3 separate regions of the Pan troglodytes genome follow, and all the other regions are linked to region 1. A link is a contact called in public HiChIP or PLAC-seq data. All regions are on one chromosome and are shown on one strand. The core of a region is the stretch at or near the end of the contact, and the rest is flanking DNA. Distances in the headings are between cores, read along the strand shown. Region 1 holds the start of CLOCK (clock circadian regulator). Region 2 holds the start of SRD5A3 (steroid 5 alpha-reductase 3). Region 3 holds the start of TMEM165 (transmembrane protein 165).

Region 1 (4,534 bases), core at 769-3,268:
GCATGTTAGTACGTAGAAAGCTTCCTTATTCTTTTTTCATAACTGATTACGCCTAGCTTTAGAACATTTTCAGTCTGCTTTCTTCAGGCTAACTTTTTTTTTTTTTTTACTTTTTTTATTATTATACTTTAAGTTCTAGAGTACATGTGCACAACGTGCAGGTTTGTCACATATGTATACATGTGCCACGCTGGTGTGCTGCACCCATTAACTCGTCGTTTACATTAGGTATTTCTCCTAATGCTACAGGCTAACCTTTCAAGACATTCTGTTCAGCCAACCACTTAACACAGGAATTAATTTCCTTCCCCCAAGATTTGAAAACCAATCAGATTTGAGGTGTCCCAAGGGATGAGTTTCAGAGAAAGCAATTCATTATCTAAATTACATCCTTTTAAGAATGTTTATTTTCAAACAGGTAGAGGGGAATATTGCACAATTTTCTCTAATCGCTTAAAGCTACAAATCAGAACGCAATCTTCAAAGTGAAATTACCTTTGATTTGGAGGGATCAGCGTTATAGTCAAATCAACGACTGTAAAAGTTTACTTCTTGTGCTTTTCTTCCACTGTAAAAATTTTTTTATTTTTTAAAGAAGGCTAAAAAGCCTTAAAGTCTAATAGCATGGCATTCTAATAGCAGGAAACCACAATCTGATTTGATCTTTCATCTGCCAGGTCAGAGACTAGGCTTTTATCTTGCAGAATTAGGCTCACCTACCATCAACAAGAGGACCTCCACAAAGCTACAAACACTTTCAAAGAATATAAACTCTGCGGCGCTGCGTGTAGGAAATTACACTCCAGGGGCCAGAGCGCCAGAGCCAACTCCAGAAAACCCAGCTTCACTGGCGGAAAGAAATCTACAAACGCCAGCGGCGGTGACGGGGAACGGGAAGCGCGGGTGGACGGAAGAAGAGAAACCGAGCGCCTCGCCGCCAACCCTCGAACCCGCGCGCGGTCGCTGGAGTCAGACGCTAAGAGCCGCGCGCTGCCCAGGGACGGAACCCCGGAACCACGACCACTAACGGAACCAGCCCGCGGCCGGCAACCGCGGCCGTTCGGACTGCGGACTGCGGCACGCGGGCCGGGCGCCGGGAGGGCGGGGGTTCCCCGGAGGAGCTGGCCGCCCCGGCGCCCCATTAGGCGCTGCTCCAAACGTGCCCGAGTGGTGACAGGAATAAAGTGGGTCACAAGGCCTAGCGGGTCCCCAGCGAAAGCTCTCTCGGCACCCGGTCCCCGTCTTTCCCCGCCTCCCAGCTGCTGGAATCGGCCGCAGCTCCGGGCGCCCTCAAGCCGCCCGGCCCCGCCGTGCACCCCACTCCCGCCCCTGCCCCGCAGGTAACCCCAGCTGCCCCAGAGGGCCTCTCAGGCAGGGCGGGCCTCGGCCCGAAGTCCCGGGAAAAGACACACTAGAACGAGACGCCAAACTAGGGCTTCAGCTCCCGCCTTCCCCACCCTTGGCCGCCGCCCCCCGGCCCCACACACGCCGCCCCCCGCTCCCTCCCCTTCCCCGCGCCCTCACCGTGTGGCTTGCGGCGGCTCCGGCTTCTTCCCTCCCCCACCCAGGTCTCCCGCTGCGGTGACTCGGAACCACTACCCCGCCTGTGTTCAGGAGGCGCCGCGGCTCCCACCTCCAGCAGCACCTGGGGCTGTGAGTGGCGCCCCCCACCCACCCCCCCAAAAATTCGCCGCTCCTGTGGCCAGCTCCTCCTCCCCCTCCCTTCCCTTCCCCTCCTCCACCAGCCCGGGAGCGCGCATGCGCCGCCAAGGAAGCCAACCGGCACTCGGCAGGCCCTGGGCCCACCGGGCGGGCGCCTCTCACCGGGAGCGCTCGCGGCGGCGGCGGCCAGATTTCCTTCGCGCTCTCGCTCTCCGGGGTTTCCTTTTTTAAACCGGCAGCCGCAAGCCGAGTCCGTGATTGCGCCCCCTCCCGGCGCATGCGTCGTCAGCGACCCAGCGGGCTCAGACGGCCGGCGGAGGCTCTGCGCTCGCCCCTCCCCTCACTCTCCCTTCCCCAGCGCGGCTCGGTGCGCATGCGACTTGCCCCGTTAGGCAGCACGGAGCCGCGCCAGGGGATCCCGGACGCCCGAAGAGACTCCCGCGCCCCTTGGGCCGAAATCTGGCTCTGCAGGCGCACCGTTCCCTGCCCCGGCCGGGAAGGGCGCCGGTTACTAGAAAGCCGGGGAGGCGGGGCCTGGTCGGGTGGAGGGCGCGGCCGGCCGGCTGAGCGCTAGCCTTAGGTCCTGGAGGCTCTTTGGCTTTCCCCCCGTATGCCGGGGGCTAGGAGGAGGAAGAAGAGCTTCCTGCCGGATGAGGGATCCAGAGGCCAAAAAAGGAACCCGCTCTCCCTTCCAAAGCAAAACACTGCCGACGCCAGCTTAGATTTTTCGGGTGTTGGCAGGAGACTTTTTCCCCCAGTGGCATCATTCGTGTTTCCTCTCCTGGTGCTGGGAGAGAAGAGTTGCAAAGGCGCCTGGACCGCCAGTAACATCTCCCATCTCCTGAGGGAGCGCGGCTTGGGTTGCTTCTTCTTGGTGGGTGGGCCTGGGGAGACAGGGCATGCGCCCTCGGCCAGAGGAGGGAAGCGAAAGGAGGTCGGGATTTATTTGCTCATTTGGAGATTTTTCCCTTGCCCTTTTATTAAAAACCAAGTGACAGTGTAATGGAAGATGGAGAATGAAGCATCAGAAATAAACCAGGACCCTAATTTGCATGGATTTCCTCGTTGGAACAACGTGTGACTACTACTTATCTTAGGGAAATTACTTACCTTGACGCGTTAAGGCACATTTGGTCCACATGAGAAAGCACATTTCAGTGCTTCTACTGGAAAAGAGATCTTTACAGTCTTAATTCCTAGTAATTCCTATGTTTTAATGAATATCTTTTGGATTTGAAATAAAAGCCATCTTTTTCTTTCAAAAAATGCACTTTTCTGGCCATAAAATCCTCCCTTTAAAGTAACAGTCACCTCAGTAAACATTTTCAATTCTTGCTGTATGCTCTGGGCAAAAGAACATCAAACTGAAGCACTTATTCAGATCCTTGATCCTGCACCTAAGGATTTTTCTTTCAGGAGTGGGAAAACATGATTTGTTAATTTACCCCATCATATAGCAGAAGATATTTTGGTCCACATTTTTGCCTGTTCAGCATTCATTCCCTATTCTGATAATTTCTTTTGAAGAACTATCATTTATCCACTCTCAGTCCATATGGTCTGAGCAGGACACAAGGGGAAGGCATATTTGAGTTTAATCCTCGGTTGCAAACTACAGTTCCTAAGAAGGGTGTTACCTCTTTACCAATGGGTTTAAATCTGGGAGAATGGAGACCTGGAGCCATCTTTCCACACGTGAATTCTGAGAAAGAAGGCAACATGGAAAAAAAGCAGATTTGAAGACAGGTTTGGCCTAAAGACATGTTTGAGGCCTGGAAACAAATGTAGATTAGATTCCTCTGGAAATTTCGTTAAACCAGTCAGTAAATTCTTGCATCTGTTTTATTGCTTAAACCAGTGAGAGGTTTTCTTTCACATGCAATCAAGAGTCCCGACTGACAAGAGGTAGGTAGCAAGACGGAGGCAAAGTTAGTAATACTGATAAGGTAGGTTGCAGCCAGACGAGAGGGTTTGAATGCTTTCCCTAGGATGGATTTTTGAATTTTATTCTAGAGACACTGATCCCTCCTTATATTCCCCATCATCTAGAACATATTATCTTCAAAATACCTTTGCCCTTTTTAATGATTTCATTGTCCTCTCGGTCACCAAGATCAAACCATGTCCATCTTTGACTCCTCCTTCTTTCACTGTATTTAATTATTTACCAAGACCTGTTGATAATCCCCCGTTTTTCTGCTCAGTCCTCTCTCACTGCTTGAACATTTCCCATGGTTCAGTTCACAGCTTCTCCTTTCTCCCACATTCTCTCCAAGAAAAGAAAAAATGTACTGGATATGTCTTTTTTTTTTTTTTTTTTTTTTGAGACATTTTTTGAGACAGAGTCTTGCTCTGTTGCCCAGCTGGAGTACAGTGGCATGATCTCAGCTCACTGAAACCTCTGCCTCCCGGGTTCAAGCAATTCTTGTGCCTCAGCCTTCCAAGTAGCTGTGATTACAGACTCCCACCACCCCACCAGCTAATTTTTGTATTTTTAGTAGAGATGGGGTTCCACCATGTTGGCCAGGCTGGTCTTGAACTCCTGGCCTCAAGTGATCCACCCGCCTCAGCCACCCAAAGTGCTGGGATTACAGGCGCGAGCCACTGTACCCAGCCTGTATTGGATATTTCCAATAGCTTTTCCAACTTCCAGATCCCAGATTTCCATAAAACAAAAATCCTGCCTCATAGTTTCATAGCTCCTAAATTTATATTCCATAGCCTTAAACATAATTTCAGATATTCTGTTCACCCTTTCTTGTGAACCTTGCTATCATTTAAACTGAGTATTTCCAACTCCTCGTCAACTGATTTCCCCCAGTTGGTAGGCAACGTATCATAGTGGTTAAGAGTACAAAATTAGGATCTTAAC
Region 2 (4,534 bases), core at 1,421-3,920, 200 kb before region 1:
TATTTATGAACAGATTTTTATCTCCAGCAACCTCCCCAAACTGCCTACTAGTTCTGATACCTTATCTGTGGATGCCATTGGAGTTTCTATTATTGGAGTTTCATATAATCGTCAAATAATGACAGCGTTATTTCTTACTTAGCAGTCCTTATATGTTTTATTTCTTTTTCTGATTTATTGAGATGGCTAGGGACTTAAAGCACTGACTCTAAGGATAATTGAATTTAGATTCATATTTTGAAGGTAGAGCCAACAGGATTTGCTGACAGATTGCATTTAGGCTATGAGAGAAAGACAGGAATCAAGGTTGAGTTTAGGGTTTTTGGCCTGAGCAACTGGAAAAATGGCTTTGCCGTTTACTGCAGGCAATACCAGTAGTTTGTTGAACATATAGTGCAGTTAATTAAATGAAGAAAGACAAAAATGCTCACTGATATTTATTAGCAATGATCTTTCTAACAGATGTTAGCCTGGTATTCCACTTTTGAACTAACTCACTCCGGTAAGGATTTACATTTACAAATACTCCCAGGAGGGTTTAACTTACGGCTTTCTGTTCAGCCACTGCCATCTACAGGGGGCTTCTCTGAATATAAACTGTGCATGCTGATTAAAATCTAAAAAATAGCCAGGCAGGGTGGCTCACGCCTGTAATCTCAGCACTTTGGGAGGCCGAGGCAGGCAGATCACCTGAGGTCGGGAGTTTGAGACCAGCCTGACCAACATGGAGAAACCCCGTCTCTACTAATAATACAAAATTAGCCTGGTGTGGTGTCACATGCCTGTAATCCCAGCTACTCGGGAGGCTGAGGTAGAATAGCTTGAACCCAGGAGGCAGAGGTCACGGTGAGCCAAGATCGTGCCATTGCACTCCAGCCCGGGCAACAAGAGTGAAACTCGGTCTCAAAAAAAAAATCTAAAAAATATATGGGATGATTTTCCCCTCCAGCCTCCTCAACCCTTCCTGTTTCCACTACACACACACTCACACATACACACACACTTATCTTGTTTTCAATCTTGCCCCAGGTCAGACAACTGTAAGAGAAACTCCTACCCAGGAAACTGAGTCCCTGCAATGCACTTACAAGTAGCTTCTCTGAAAAGAAAAAGATCATGGACAGGCCAGCTGCATTTACAGAGAGTTAACCTAAGAAAAATAAAGAAACAGTGAAGGGGTGCCAGGAGCATTGGCTCATGCTTGTAATCCCAGCACTTTGGGAGGCCGAGGCGGACGGATCACGAGGTCAGGAGATCAAGACCATCCTGACTAACACAGTGAAACCCCATCTCCACTAAAAATACAAAAAAAAAAAAAAAGCCAGGCATGGTTGGGGGGGCACCTGTAGTCCCAGCTATTCGGGAGGCTGAGGTAGGAGAATGGTGTGAACCTGGGAGGCAGAGCTTGCAGTGAGCAGAGATCAGGCCACTGCACTCCAGCCTGGGCGACAGAGCGAGACTCCATCTCAAAAAAAAGAAAAGAAAAGAAAGAAACAGTGAAAGGGTGACTCCCGCAAAAGAGATCCAGGATCACTCAATAAGGCCTTATTGTCCTAGCTAGAATGCCAATTTAACCATCCTTAATCACCTGGCTGTCAAAGGACGGGTAAAGCCTTAGGTGTCTTTTGCACAAAGAAGCAAAACTTTAAAAGCTTGCTCATTTAACAGTCCAAAGTCCCACTAACCTACCCACCCTGATGTTTATTCAACACACATATCGGGTATCTCATTGGGGTAAGGGTGATGAGTTAGCTACCTCTCCCCTCTTCCACTTCTCACCCACCACCCAATCTCAAAAATGTAAGCTCCAAATAAGCAGTGACAATTATCTTGTAAACCCCTCTGTCCTCAGTATCCAAAATGATGCCTGTCATACAGTAGGCATACAATACTTCAGAATTAACATTTTAAAGACTTTTAAATACTTAAAAGAGCTAGATTTTCACTTATAGTAAATAAAATCAGTGTTGTTTAAAATCAGTGAGTCAATAAATAGCATTGTCACTACCTGAGATAAATGTTACAGGAAACAGCTGATGGAATTTAAAAACTTTGCTTCTAAGGATTGTAACCCTATTGGTAAGCGACTGCTGTTTTTTAAACACAGTTTTTACCACTATAATTTTTATTATGTGCAATTACTTGTCTACATGTTTACATTATACACATATCCAACACATTTCCAGCATCCTAACATAATTATTCATTTTTGGGTGTGATCTGCCTTCTTTATCCATATATACACACATTCATATTAATATAGTTGTTTGCAATCATAGCTATGTATTTTTATGGTTGGTTTTGTTTTTCACTTCACATATTGTTTCCTAAACAGCTTTCCGTGTTTCTACACTCGTCATAATAATTCTCAATGACTGCATGATATTCTAACATGTCAGTGTATCATAATTTAGCTAAATAAACTAAAATGCAACATGTAAGTTTTCCATTTTTCGCTTTGGAGATAATGTTGATAAGAGTGGCAGACACGTGGTCTCGTCCGTTTTGCGTCTTTGCTTCTGATGAATCATATTCTGGAGCTCCATCTAAGAATCCCCATGCCCAGATTAGGGACTGCGAGCGACCACCCAGCGCCAGCGCGACCAGGACCAAGGACCTCCGCGGCTGAGCGGCGAGTCCGGGAGGGGCTCTGCGCGTCCCCGCCCCGCGCCGCGTCACCGACGTCCCGCTAGGCTGAGACCGGCGCGCGGCGCGCTAGTGGCCGCTCTTCCGCGGGCTAGCGGGCGGTGGGGGCGCCAGCAGCGCGGAAGGCGGGCACGCGGGCCATGGCTCCCTGGGCGGAGGCCGAGCACTCGGCGCTGAACCCGCTGCGCGCGGTGTGGCTCACGCTGACCGCCGCCTTCCTGCTGACCCTACTGCTGCAGCTCCTGCCGCCCGGCCTGCTCCCGGGCTGCGCGATCTTCCAGGACCTGATCCGCTATGGGAAAACCAAGTGTGGGGAGCCGTCGCGCCCCGCCGCCTGCCGAGCCTTTGATGTCCCCAAGAGGTAACCGCGCCCCGGTCCCGAGCCGCGGTGGTCAAGGCGCTGAGAGTTCGGGGCGCCCCGGCTCGCGGGCAGCCGGCAGGGGGCAGCAGAGGCGGGACCCGGCCTGGGAGGCCCTGGCGGGTTCCCGGGCGCAGCACGGCGCTCCCTCGGCCTGGCCCCGGCCATGCCCCGGCTGCTGCGTGGCTCCGGGGAGCAGTGCCCGGGTGTCCGCGGACGCCGAGGGAGAGCGGAGCCGCTTGCACTCAGCTGGAGGAATGTGAACTGGTAGCCGCACGGAGCCTTTCCCTGTGGGAAATGGCAACGCATCCGAATTTAGGCCTGGTCATGCGAATTTAGGCGGCAAATTGAAGTCCCCCTTGCCCCAAATTCTCCTTTTTCCCGTCCCCTGCACTCCAGTGGCTCATATTCTAACTTGAGGTCACCGGGAATCATTTGTGGAAATGAAGTTAGGCCGGCTCTTCGGCCTCGACTTCCCCCGTTTCTCTTCCCAACCCTCGCAGTGGGGACAAAGGACTGAGTCGCCCTAACCTGCACCTTGGCAGGTGCCCCTGGGGAAGGTGGCCCAAGGTGCACGTCATAGGCAGGCCCGTCCCGAAGCTCCATTTGACTTTCGAAAAATTCTGTAACCCAGTTCAGCGAAGGATTAAATCGTCAGGGTTCAAATAGAGACCTGTTATAATTTTCTTCTTCTCCTTTTTCCACTTTAAATTCAGGACATAGCTGGAAAGAGTTGGCCAAATACTATTCGAGATGGTAGAAATAGAACAGTGCCCCTTAAGATGCATCTTAGGCCGGGCGCAGTGGCTCACGCCTGTAATCCCAGCACTTTAGGAGGCTGAGGCAGGCGGATCGCTTGAGTTCAGGAGTTCGAGACCAGGCTGGGAAACATAGTGAGACTCCGTCTCTCCTGAAAATACAAAAAATTGGCAGGGCTTGGTGGCGTGTGCCTGTAGTGCCAGCTACTTAGAATGAAGGCAGGAAGATCATTTGAGATCAGGCATTGGAGACTGCAGTGGGCTATAATCATGGCACTGCACTCTAGCCTGGGCAACAGAGAAATACCTTGTATTTAAAAAAAAAAATTTTTTTTAAGGTTAAAAACATCTGGGTTGTCGCTTGAAACACTCATAGGCAGTGCCCCAGGTCCGCAGGCAACAAAGGGACAAGTATAATTTGGCTTCTAAAACTTGGATAATCTGCGAATTTTGACTGTCAGAGAAAGATGTGTCATGTGTTAACACAGAGAAGGGAGAACTAGGTCATTCTGAGGCACCCTAAAGGGAAGAAGTAGAAGTTCATGAAACAAATTGATCAAACCTCCTGTTTCCTAGAGGCTCTTTTTAAGCAAAAATTACCTGTTATCCCATTTGTAATCAGGGTTGAATCCTTTTATACTTCACAGCAATTTATTTTCTGAGTTTTGAGAAAGGTACTAGTCTAGTGTACCTGGATTAAATGGCACGTGTAAAATCATCCCCTGAACTTGCATACACCCCAGCTGTTGCAACTCAAGTCTGTTATTACATG
Region 3 (4,534 bases), core at 1,405-3,904, 150 kb before region 1:
GTAGGGGGTCAAATAAGTAGCTTCAGTTGTCCTTCAAGAAAGGTATCAGGAAAGCTCCTATAGTTTTTTAATTGCTTTCTTTAAGGGAGTTAGTCACCAATGAGGACTAGAAGGATGATGGCTCTAAACCCTCAAGGTGGTGAAAACTGGAACCAGCCTCGATTTAGCACGCCTGAGCACGGATCCCAGGAGGTAGATGTGTGTGGAAACAGAAATACCAGATCCCATGAGAATCAGACACCTAGAGCCTAGCCTGGCAGCACCTGAAGGCCCTTGGATCAGGGTGACACTGGGGCAGGCTAGAAAGGTCTCACTCTGGCCCAGATTCTGATGCTTTGCTGACACCACTGTGCCAGTTCGCCAATGCTCTATCTCCATTTATGTTACATCTTCTGCCAAATAGCTTTGCTGCCTTGCCCCTGAACCACTGCATGCTCAGCAGCTAGTGCTTCAGCATCCTGCAGCTGTAGCCCAGAAGTCCTCACTGCCTCATATGTTGAGATGACTGAATTTGGCCAGGAGTCCTTCCTGTGAGAAAGCCCTGGAGTGTGGGCAGCCCATCCTAGAAAATAAACAAAGCAGCTTTCAGCAATGAGGGACACACAGCCAGTTTTGCTACATTCACCCTTCTGGCTCTGTCTTCAGCCTAAGCTGCTCCTTTCAGGTCCCTCCCTTGGGACCTCAAGCCTCCCTTTCAGGCCCCTTTTAAGCACAGCAAATCCTGTATGCATTAAGGGGAGGTAGTTGAAGTTTGGGCTTCTGGGTTTTATGTTATTACTGGCTTCTGAAAGCTCAAACATTTGCACTCCAGGGATGATAGTTGCATCTGTTAAATTTAGTGTAAAGCTGCCTCCTTACGTATTTTAAGTTCGGCCTAAAGGTTTCCTCATACATGGTGAACTGTAGCCTAATTGGGTATGTAAACAGACTGTAACCTATTCTTGTACCAATCACAGAGTTCTGGCCAATCACAAGTGGCCAACTGTTCAAACCGTGTTCAAATAGGGCAAACCCGAGCTACAACCAATCCAGCTGTTTCTGTCCCTCAATTATGTTTTCTGTAAGTCACTTTATTTTTTCCAACCACTCGGCAAGACTGGAGCCTCTCTGAACTTACTTTGATTTGGGGTCTTTTTGATTTGCAAATCATTCTTTGGGTTCTTTGCTTGATTAAACGCTGTTAAGTTTAATTTATCTAAGGTTTTTCTTTTAACACACCCCAAACTGTAAGTGGAGGCATCCTACTTACACAGTAATAGAAGAATGCATAAAGTAATAACATGAAGGAACAAGTGACAAATTCTGTAACGCCATGTGTTGGGGAAAAGTTCTGAGAGTGGAGGCTTGAATAGGTTTTGGAAGTATGAGTAGGAGTTTACAACGAGAGAATGGAAGAAGGGGAATTACGGACAGAATAACATGGACAGAGGCCGGCCGCGGTGGCTCACACCTGTAATCCCAGCACTTTGAGAGGACGAGGCCGGCAAATCACCTGAGGTCTGGAGTTCGAGACCAGCCTGACCAACATGGAGAAACCCCATCTCTACTAAAATTACAAAGTTAGCCGGGTATGGTGGAGCATGCCTGTAATCCCAGCTACTCGGGAAGCTGAGGCAGGAGAATCTCTTGTACCCGGGAGGAGGAGGTTGCAGTGAGCCGAGATCTCACCATTGCACTCCATCCTGAGCAACAAGCGCGAAACTCCGTCTCAAAAACAAAAACAAAAAAAACAACAAAACAAAACAAAAAAACAGACGGAAATTTTATTATCCTACGACAAACACTGTATCTTCGGTGAACTCAAAGTAGGTTTGCCCACTTTCCCACAGATTGTTTTGGTGGATTAATTTTTTGTTTCAGTTAGTGATAAACTTCCTTAGCTCTTTACTGAGTACAGGCTTACTGTATGTAAATATGTATAATATTAGATTAGTGCCTGGCACATGGTTAGCACTATCGATTTTTATTAGGGACTAGGTCTCAAACTTATGGTAATTAAGTAGCTCACTTTTTCTTTTGGGAAGACGTAAAAATATTCTCAAGCCTAACTAACCATCCTTTCCTGTCTTCTAGTCTTGCCCACTCAAAGCTCCATCCTGCAAAAGTCTTAAACAGTCCATTTCAAAAGCCCAGCATTTTTAAAGGGTCTACGGAATAGCACAAAACAAGATGCACCCAAAACGTCAAGGCCATACTGGACGAGGACAACGTTAGCCATTTTTGGTCTGGGGTAATTATAGGCAGTATCTTAAAACAAGGCTTGAAAAATGTCATGTTATTTCCAAATCCCATTTCAGAACTTTAAAAAAAAAATAGCATTTTGAGCTCCTAAGAACGTTTTTGGCGGTAGGTGGCCACATGGAAGGTGGCACAGAGGCTCGGCCGGGGAGAGCGGAACAGAGCTGGGCGTGGCAGTGCCTGCGAGTCAGCGCCACGTAACCAGAGGCGCTCGCACTAATTTGACCTCTAAGAGAGACTAAGCGCAGGGAACAGCGGGTGCGGACATTACGGCGGAAGGCTCTGGAGGAAGCAGAAGTGAAGGACCCCACAGTCCTGGGACGGTGGGGCACAGAGAGAGAAAGGGAACCCCGGGCGCGGCGCGGTGAGGATGCGAGCCGAGGAAGGACACGCGGCGCCGGGTACCTGCCGGGAGCGCCGGGTCCAATGGGAGGAGGGCCCGCGCCGCACCTCAACCTGGCAGAGGACGTCACGACGCCAAGACGGACGCCGGGCCAATGGGAGGCCGTCGCGGGCAGGGACGGGGTCGGGAGGAGTCGGGGCTGGGCCGCGCCAAGGCAGTTGGCTGACTCCAGTTTAGCCGCCGCCGGAGAGGACGGGCGCCGAGCCGGGGCTGCGGACTTCGGCCTGCCCCTCACCTCACTCCCGCTGCTTGCACCTCCCGGATGGTGCTGACTGCTCCCTAAGCGGCGGCGGCGGCGAGTCGTGAGGACGCGCCGCGGAGGCTGTTCGGGGTCGAGGCTTCCCGTCGCCGGCACTTCCTCTTGCGGCGCCCGTGCGCGGCCGGCCCGGCAGGCGGGATGGCGGCCGCGGCTCCAGGGAACGGCCGCGCATCGGCGCCCCGGCTGCTTCTGCTCTTTCTGGTTCCGCTGCTGTGGGCCCCGGCTGCGGTCCGGGCCGGCCCAGATGAAGACCTTAGCCACCGGAACAAAGAACCGCCGGCGCCGGCCCAGCAGCTGCAGCCGCAGCCTGTGGCTGTGCAGGGCCCCGAGCCGGCCCGGGTCGAGGTGAGCGGGCCGGGATGGGGCGAGCGGGGCTGCGGGGCCGGCTGCGCCGAGTACCAGGCTCCAGGCCTTTGAGAGCGCCGCACTCCGCCCGCCTCGGCTGGGGGAGGGGAGCCCGGCCCCTGCTCCCGGGGTGGAGGGCGGTCGGCTGCGCTGTTTTCCGGTGAGGCCTGGTCTTGCCCGCTCCTTTAGGGAAAGGGAGAGGGAGAGTCCAAGAGGAGCCCGCTATAAACGTTGATCTCCGGAGGACCAAGATGCTGCTTAGGGATGGGCGTTTTATTGATCAGATGTGTCTTAGAGTAGCTAGAAAGACTCATCCCTACCAAAAAGTTTTTAACAGAAGGCTGCTAGGAGGCTTTTTGTATTCCCTGAGGATCATCACATCGGCCATTTCATTGTTGAAATAGCTTATGCCAAACCGCTTACCCCAATTCAACTTGGCACTGCCTGTGCTTTTTGCCAAATAAATATGGATTATGAACCATGACTCTCACTTTTTTAAAATGTGCTTTGGCTAGCAGGAAGTAGCCTTTAGGAACGCAGAGGAATTAGTCTCCAGCAGTACAGCGTGCTGCAGCGATGTGGGATGCCAAAACTACATTTATAAGTAAAACAGAATCCTGTATTTTGTCCTTCCCTGAATAGATACTGTAAATCAACTTTTTAATCTGTTAATAGAATTAGTCCTTAGTCACTTGGCAGCGTTTTAACATTTCTCCCTTCTCCCAGTCGTGGGCTTTGTCGTCATTTCCAGTATCTGCTCCCTGAATCCCGGCCAGTGTGGCACTTAAACCCCCACTCCCACCCAGGCCACATCCAGCCCATCTCCACGTAACTAATCTTCCCGAACATTGAATTCTGCCATCTTGTCAGAAGTCGTCGGTGAGTTGCCTCCACTAATTTCAGTCCAGCCTTTTTAGGAGAGTGATGTTCAGGTTTCTCCTGATCTGGCTCCAGCTCACCTCCAGGCTTTTTAGCCACCGCTTTCTTGCTCATATGCTAAAGGGATATGCTCATCTGCAAAAAAGAATGTGCTTCAAGAGCCCTTTGGGACAGGCTTTGTGCTCTCTTGCCAGTTCCTCCCTAACACATGACCTTTTCAAAGAAAAAAAAAAAAGACCTGGAGTTTGAAGCCACGGATCAACTCTTCCCACCTTGGAGAACCAGCAGATACCACTCTCTGTGAAGACTTCCCTAAAATTTCTTGGTTAAGGGTGATTTATCTGACCCTTTCCTTTCCTTTCCTGTCCTTTCTCCTTTTTCCTTTCCATTCCTTTCATTTCTCCTTTCCT

What was found. HiChIP or PLAC-seq counts read pairs in DNA pulled down with a chosen protein or histone mark.
Region 2: a contact with region 1 is called in an H3K4me3 HiChIP or PLAC-seq map of stem cell-derived excitatory neurons, with 3 times the contacts expected there. The contact joins the promoter of SRD5A3 here to the promoter of CLOCK in region 1. A contact is called at or near these places in 2 of 7 Hi-C or Micro-C datasets (blood and stem cell-derived neural progenitor cells) and 1 of 1 datasets of contacts at active chromatin or transcription factors (stem cell-derived excitatory neurons).
Region 3: an H3K4me3 HiChIP or PLAC-seq map of stem cell-derived excitatory neurons shows a contact between it and region 1, with 2.2 times the contacts expected there. The contact joins the promoter of TMEM165 here to the promoter of CLOCK in region 1. A contact is called at or near these places in 1 of 7 Hi-C or Micro-C datasets (stem cell-derived neural progenitor cells) and 1 of 1 datasets of contacts at active chromatin or transcription factors (stem cell-derived excitatory neurons).

What each region holds. Positions count from the first base shown.
Region 1 is chr3:74,305,582-74,310,115 of NHGRI_mPanTro3-v2.0_pri, reverse strand. It overlaps CLOCK (clock circadian regulator), which reads right to left and starts at 2,018. Exons shown (of 23, transcript XM_001144028.7): 1 at 1,825-2,018.
Region 2 is chr3:74,506,628-74,511,161 of NHGRI_mPanTro3-v2.0_pri, reverse strand. SRD5A3 (steroid 5 alpha-reductase 3) reads left to right here and starts at 2,670. Exons shown (of 5, transcript XM_526623.7): 1 at 2,670-3,007. The coding sequence starts at 2,787.
Region 3 is chr3:74,456,891-74,461,424 of NHGRI_mPanTro3-v2.0_pri, reverse strand. TMEM165 (transmembrane protein 165) reads left to right here and starts at 2,654. Exons shown (of 6, transcript XM_016951719.4): 1 at 2,654-3,245. The coding sequence starts at 3,039.